Linked DNA regions of Mus musculus: region 2 is linked to region 1. A link is a contact called in public Hi-C data. All regions are on one chromosome and are shown on one strand. Each heading gives the region's core, a stretch centred on a gene start, on an enhancer-like site or on the middle of the called end of the contact. The rest is flanking DNA. Distances are from core to core; before and after follow the strand shown.

Evidence for each region. Hi-C and Micro-C count contacts between places; a contact is called where the count stands out from the background.
Region 2: a Hi-C map of bone marrow-derived macrophages shows a contact between it and region 1, with 43 read pairs. The contact joins two enhancer-like sites. A contact is called at or near these places in 10 of 484 Hi-C or Micro-C datasets (B cells, the G1E-ER4 cell line, beige adipocytes and 7 more), 7 of 115 datasets of contacts at active chromatin or transcription factors (the 230-238 cell line, CD8 T cells, embryonic stem cells and 3 more) and 1 of 9 other capture datasets (adipose tissue).

The regions. Positions count from the first base shown.
Region 1 is chr12:79,632,312-79,635,283 of GRCm38.p6, reverse strand. The region is part of intron 7 of Rad51b (RAD51 paralog B); the gene reads right to left. Among named protein-coding and RNA genes, the nearest start is that of Gm36048, 170 kb to the left of the region's middle. Within about 2 kb of position 1,588, at least 55 of the 459 cell types and tissues checked have an H3K27ac peak or open chromatin away from gene starts, as enhancers often do. A contact at or near this core is called in B cells, adipose tissue, bone marrow-derived macrophages and 1 more, where this site is marked.
Region 2 is chr12:79,723,502-79,726,473 of GRCm38.p6, reverse strand. All of the region lies in intron 8 of Rad51b (RAD51 paralog B), which reads right to left. Among named protein-coding and RNA genes, the nearest start is that of Gm36048, 74 kb to the left of the region's middle. Within about 2 kb of position 1,378, at least 41 of the 459 cell types and tissues checked have an H3K27ac peak or open chromatin away from gene starts, as enhancers often do. A contact at or near this core is called in B cells, adipose tissue, bone marrow-derived macrophages and 1 more, where this site is marked.

The sequences.
Region 1 (2,972 bases), core at 339-2,838:
AGTAAGGGCCTTGAAGAAGCAGAAGCGTCTAGTTGGTGATTGAAGTACAGTGGTGAAACTTTATTGGCAAGGATATAATACAGTATTACTTGGTCTTTTAATACATGTCTACTTTGGCTTACCTGTCAAGCCCTGGGGAAAAGGTGAGTGATGCTGTTTCCGGGCTGCAGCTGTGCAGGACCAGACGCTTCCGATTAAGGGAACAAGTGAACCGAAAACCTTGATCCAAGACATGTGCTTCAGTCCTAGACCACACATTTCAGCATATGAGGAGGGGAGGGGAAGGAATAGGGATGGAGGGCAAGGTAAATGCCTTCAGATCTAATCCTCAATGAGTCCAGATGTGGTTGGGGATTAGACAAGCTTCTGGGTTAGGAGACTGCAATAGAGAACAGGTCAAACAAAGAATGGTCTGCCCTTGAAGAGTGGGTCCTCAATCAGCGTCTAGCAATAATAAGGAAACCAGGAGGAGGGCAGGAGAGTTTCAGATAGATTGGGGGTTCTGAATAAAGAAAGCACTGAACATGAAGAACGATGGGTGGCTGCTACCAAGAGAAGCCATTTAGGCTGAGTTCTGAGGGGCAGTCCTGAGTTTCCAGGGAATTCATGGTAGAATCCCAGCCAGGAAGATGAACGTAAGGATCCTGGGAGAAACAGGCTTGTGATCATCTCGGTACCCAAAGACCACGGTGCTGCAGGCTAGTGATCAAGGATCAGGGTCAATGAAACGGGTGGGGCAGAGTCAGCACCCTGGCTCCGATGACACTGACTTAGAGTTTGGTTTTAGGATGGTAAGAAACCAGGGATGGGTTTGAAGAGAACACTGGCACTATCTGAGTTATGTTTTAGAATATGTTTGGTCTGAAATATAAAGTCCTGCCCATAAAGGTACAGCTTTTGTGTCCTGTGTAACCTGCTTAAAATATTCATGAGTGTCTAATACTGAGTTTGAGAAAAATAAGAGGCTCCTAAGAGTTGAGAGAACTACAGAGAGCTCGGCGCTGAAGTCCGAGCAGCATAGTAGAGAACGGCCCACAAAGGTCTGATGGGACTGCACCTGCTCCAGATGGATCCTAATCGTGAGGATGGTACAGACAGAATACTGCCCTCTCTCTGGAAGTGCCCAAATAGAATCCAGATCATTCCAGGCCGGGTAATGGCCTAACTCTTTTAACGAGCAAGTACTTAACGCATCTCTACAGAGCAAGGATGGAAACGTGAATATTGCAAAAGTTAAAGATGCAATGGGCCTTTGACGATTGATGTGAAAGTTCTACACAGAAGATAAACCACAAGAAGGAAAATATCAACAGTGACACAAAGCTGCACATGTGCATGCGCATGCACACACACACACACACACACACACACACACACACAGCCCAACCAGGCTCTCCTGATTCCTGGCTCATCACCATCTTAAGTGAATATATGTCCAAAGCCAGTGCTTTAGGATTCTGATAGTGACGGGCTGTTTTTCAGATGCCTGCTGGAATTCTGTAGATCCTGCTATTATTACCCTAAGACAAAGGTTATCTATAAACAGCCACTTGGCAGAATCCACTTCAACAGAGTCAATCTCTTCCAACCACCACCAGTTTCGCTTCCCTGTGGGGAAGCTACAAAATGTACACAGGGGAAGTGAGAATGTCGTGCTGACGGCCAGTTCTTTTTTGAAAATGCACAATCCACACAATGATATCCATGGGTACACAGAGGCAAACGGCAGCAACAGTGTGTGTGTGTATACACAATCTATTACCTCAGTTTTTAAAAGTGAGATCTGAACCTTTTTGTAGGTTTGCCTATAAAATGTCAGAAATACCTCACAGACAAGGAAGATATAAGTGACCTGGTCTCTCTAGCTATTAGGAAATTCTTTCTCTTCTCTTCTCTTCTCTTCTCTTCTCTTCTCTTCTCTTCTCTTCTCTTCTCTTCTCTTCTCTTCTCTTCTCTTCTCTCCTTCCTTTCTTTCTTTCTTTCTTTCTTTCTTTCTTTCTTTCTTTCTTTCTTTCTTTCTTTCTTTCTTTCTTTTTCCCCCAAGGAAAACAAATAGAATTCTATCAGAAGCTTGGTTAGTCCCTCTGCTCCATTCCAATAAAAATGATAGGTAAGTCAATTGTTCAAACAGCAGTGACTTACACATCAGCTGACATACTATAGAGGAGCATCTTAACTGAAAAATTCAGATTTATCCAAAGAAAAATGGAAACCACAAAGCTGACAAGTTCAGTGGGTGCTTGAGCATGACATAAATCATTCGAGTATGACCAGCATGACAGAGTCAGAGCCAGAGCCATTGAGAACATTTTACATTATAGGTTATATCCAAAGTAAAGTAAGTGATCTGTGTTAACTGAGAAACACCAGCCAAGTGAATTGTTCATCTATATTGTCAGCTAGAGGCAGAAGACTGAATTCTGAACCCTTAAGCCAAATATTTCAAAATATAACTTCATCTCCATCCTTGAGGACCAGCCTTCAAGGATCTGTGTGGGCACGATGAGAGGATGGCAGCATCTCACTACAGGACTAAAGTCTGCAAGTACCACTCTTCTAAGTGAAACCAATATTTTCTAAATAGTTACTTGGACTGTACATAACTATTTCTCTTCTATGACTTCTTTGGATTTTTCATGATGGATTTATAAGATAGAAAAATAGATATCATCTCCACAGATGCATGAAAACAGTAAGGCTCAGAAGTTTCTGGAATTGTTCTAGCAGATGTAAGATCTGAATCTCAAATTTTGATGATGTTCAACTCTCATTATTTCGATCTTGTTGACCAAACTATAAATTAAAATGAAACCTTAGCAAAACAGTTGATCCATGTTTGCCCAGGGCCAAGGAGGGGGACGACCGACTACAGAGTTGCTCAGGGAAACGTGCTAGGTTATAGGATCTCTGTTAGGTATACATATTCTCCGAAATTCATTAAGCTATGCACTTTATTAGATGTAAATTGAATT
Region 2 (2,972 bases), core at 129-2,628, 91 kb before region 1:
CACTGGTGACTTACATGACTTTATTCTTGGATTAAAAAGTCAGCAAACACTAGACAAATCTGGGAATTTAAGCAAAGCAATAAGCCCAATGGGTAATATCAAATATGGAACCATGTCTCATCTCCCCAGAGAGATGAATCATCGGGCTCTTCAGGACAAGCAAAGCACTAGCTGTAGAGAAGAGTTGGGTACTGACTAAACTGCCTAGCCAAGGGACATCATAGCCAAGACTAATTATGTGTGTGCGGGGGTGTGAAAGAGAGAGAGAGAGAGAGAGAGAGAGAGAGAGAGAGAGAGAGTAGTTTCCATTTCACTCCATACAGAGAAGAAAAATACAATAGCCCAGGAGAAGAGGGGGAGGGGGAAGAGGAGAGGGAGGAGGAGGAGGAGGAGGAGGAGGAGGAGGAGGAGGAGGAGGAGGAGGAGGAGGAGGAGGAGCATCAGCCAAAGCAAAGAGATTGTGGCTCTAGCAGCTATTCTCAAAATAAGGCACCAAAGCAAACTGGAATCTATCATCACATTTAAGATACACATTTGCCATGAGGAATTATAGGAAGAGCTGAGCTGTCTCCTGCCAGCTCCTAGGCATCTCTGATGTAGGAAGCAGCACTGTGTGCTTGGAGAGAGCTGAGTGGAAGTGAAAGTAAAGCAAAATTTTAGCTTGATTTTCTCCTTATGCTCAGTTTATTATAGGGAGACTAGAGAGATTTGAAGACCAGTTGTCACTAGCATAAAGGCAATGAGCTATTGAGAAATTTTAATATACTAAAATATAAAAGCCATATCACGTTTATTTATCCTTCAGAAACAAATAAGCATTAATTGGACTGCTATAATAAAATTTTATCTAACTGCAATTCACCAAAATAGTTGATTTTTACATGGCTAAAAAGGTGTTCAGGCCGGGTGGTGGTGGCACACACCTTTAATCCCAGCACTTGGGAGGCAGAGGCAGGCGGATTTCTGAGTTCGAGGCCAGCCTGGTCTACAAACTGAGTTCCAGGACAGCCAGGGCTACACAGAGAAACCCTGTCTCGACCCCCCCCCCAAAAGTTCAGAATACCTAAGTAAGGGTTACCCATTTTTCCAGGTAAAATGAGTATGTGTGCACAAACATGTACATACCATGCATGCATGTACACCTGTGTTATAAAATATTAACTTTAAATATAAAATAGCATGTAGACACATATGCACAAGAAAACATAGAATTTTCTAAAATGCAAAACAATACAAGAGATTATTTCTCAAACTACAGGTATGAGTCTGAGCTAGAAGTTCATGACCTTTCTTGGCTCCTTTGGTCATGTACCATAGGCTACTTCACAGCTTTCATTCTGATGCTGTAGCATAGATAACAATTTAAATATAGAGTCAAGTGTGCTTGTGTGTTTTGGTTCCTTATTCTGCCTTAGCATGGTAATCTTTCAATAAGGAAGTCATCAGAGGGCTAGGGGTGTGTTATGATATCACCATAGATACAATTCAATCTTCTGTAATCACATTAAAGAATTACAAATCAGAAAAATAAACTAATTCAACTAAAAAAATACACATTTGAGCTACAAACCTACTTTATTTACACTTATCTTCCATTTCAAGTCTTCGAAAATAGTTCTCATAAATTTACTGGCCTATATTGTTCATGCAACAACAGAGTGTTTTCCATCTTGGCAGTAGGCATAGCTTTCCTGCAGCTAGATAGCATTCAGATGACTTTTCTCATCTTCCACTTTCAGGAGAAAGTAAAGATTCGAAGGTCGTCTCTTTGATGAGAGACATGCAGGTCACACACCACTACCACCTTACACAGGATCATGTGGAGGCAGCTGCAGCAAAATTTCAACATAGTGGTCCAAACACATTATCTAGCATGGTGAAATATTTTTGTCATCTCTGGCTAGAAACCATTGCTAAATAAAAAATAGAAATAAAACGGTCTGCCTTTACTCTGGCAAGTTACTTAACTTTTTTGAAACTTTGTTACAATATGGGCAAAACATGTATTTTCTGAAAAAAAAAGAAAAAGAAAGAAAGGAAGGAAGGAAGGAAGGAAGGAAGGAAGACAAGAAGAAAATACGTACTTGGCTCAGCTCATAATTAAAGTTAATTATTTTTCAGATTAGTTTTCTGGCTTCCTAATTCATAGAAGCAACTCTACCGTGATGGCTATTCTTGGTTGTCAACTTGACTACATCTGGAATTAACCCTAAGTGGCTGGACATAGCTGTGAGAGACTTTCCTCAATTAAATAATTTAAAACAGGAGGACCCACATTTAATCCAGATCTTTGGAGGTAGGAAAATCCACCTTTATCTAAGTCATACCTTCTGCTGGCCGCCTATACAAAGGACATGGGAAAAGGAAGCTTGTCTCTCTTTGCCTGTTTGTTCTTGCTGCCAAGTCAATTCCTTCACTGGCATTCGAGCCTACTTCTTCAGGATTCTAGCATAAACTAAAAGACCAGCTGAGACATCCAATTTACTTCCTGGACCAAGCAACTACTGGATTCTTGGATCTTCCATTGGTAGATATCCATTATTGGACTAGCTGGACCACAGCCTGTAAGTCATGCTAATAAACCCCCTTTCTCTATCTATACAGATTCACCCCATCAGTTCTCTTACGAGAACCCTGACTAATACATCCATCCAGGTTTAGAAACATTTCATCAGGAATAAAAAAAGACTCTACCTTGAAACTAAGTCAGCAATAAATGAAGAAATAATAAGGTTCTGCTAACTCTTTTTGGACTTTGAACTGATGTACAGTCATTAAGAATCGGTTCTAGAATATTCCTTAAGAGCTCTCTGGCCTCTCGGGCTGGTGAGATGGCTCAGTGGGTAAGAACACTGACTGCTTTTCCGAAGGTCCTGAGTTCGAATCCCAGCAACCACATGGTGGCTCACAACTACCTGTAATGAGATCTGACACTCTCTTCTGGTAAGTCTGAAGACAGCTTCAATGTACTT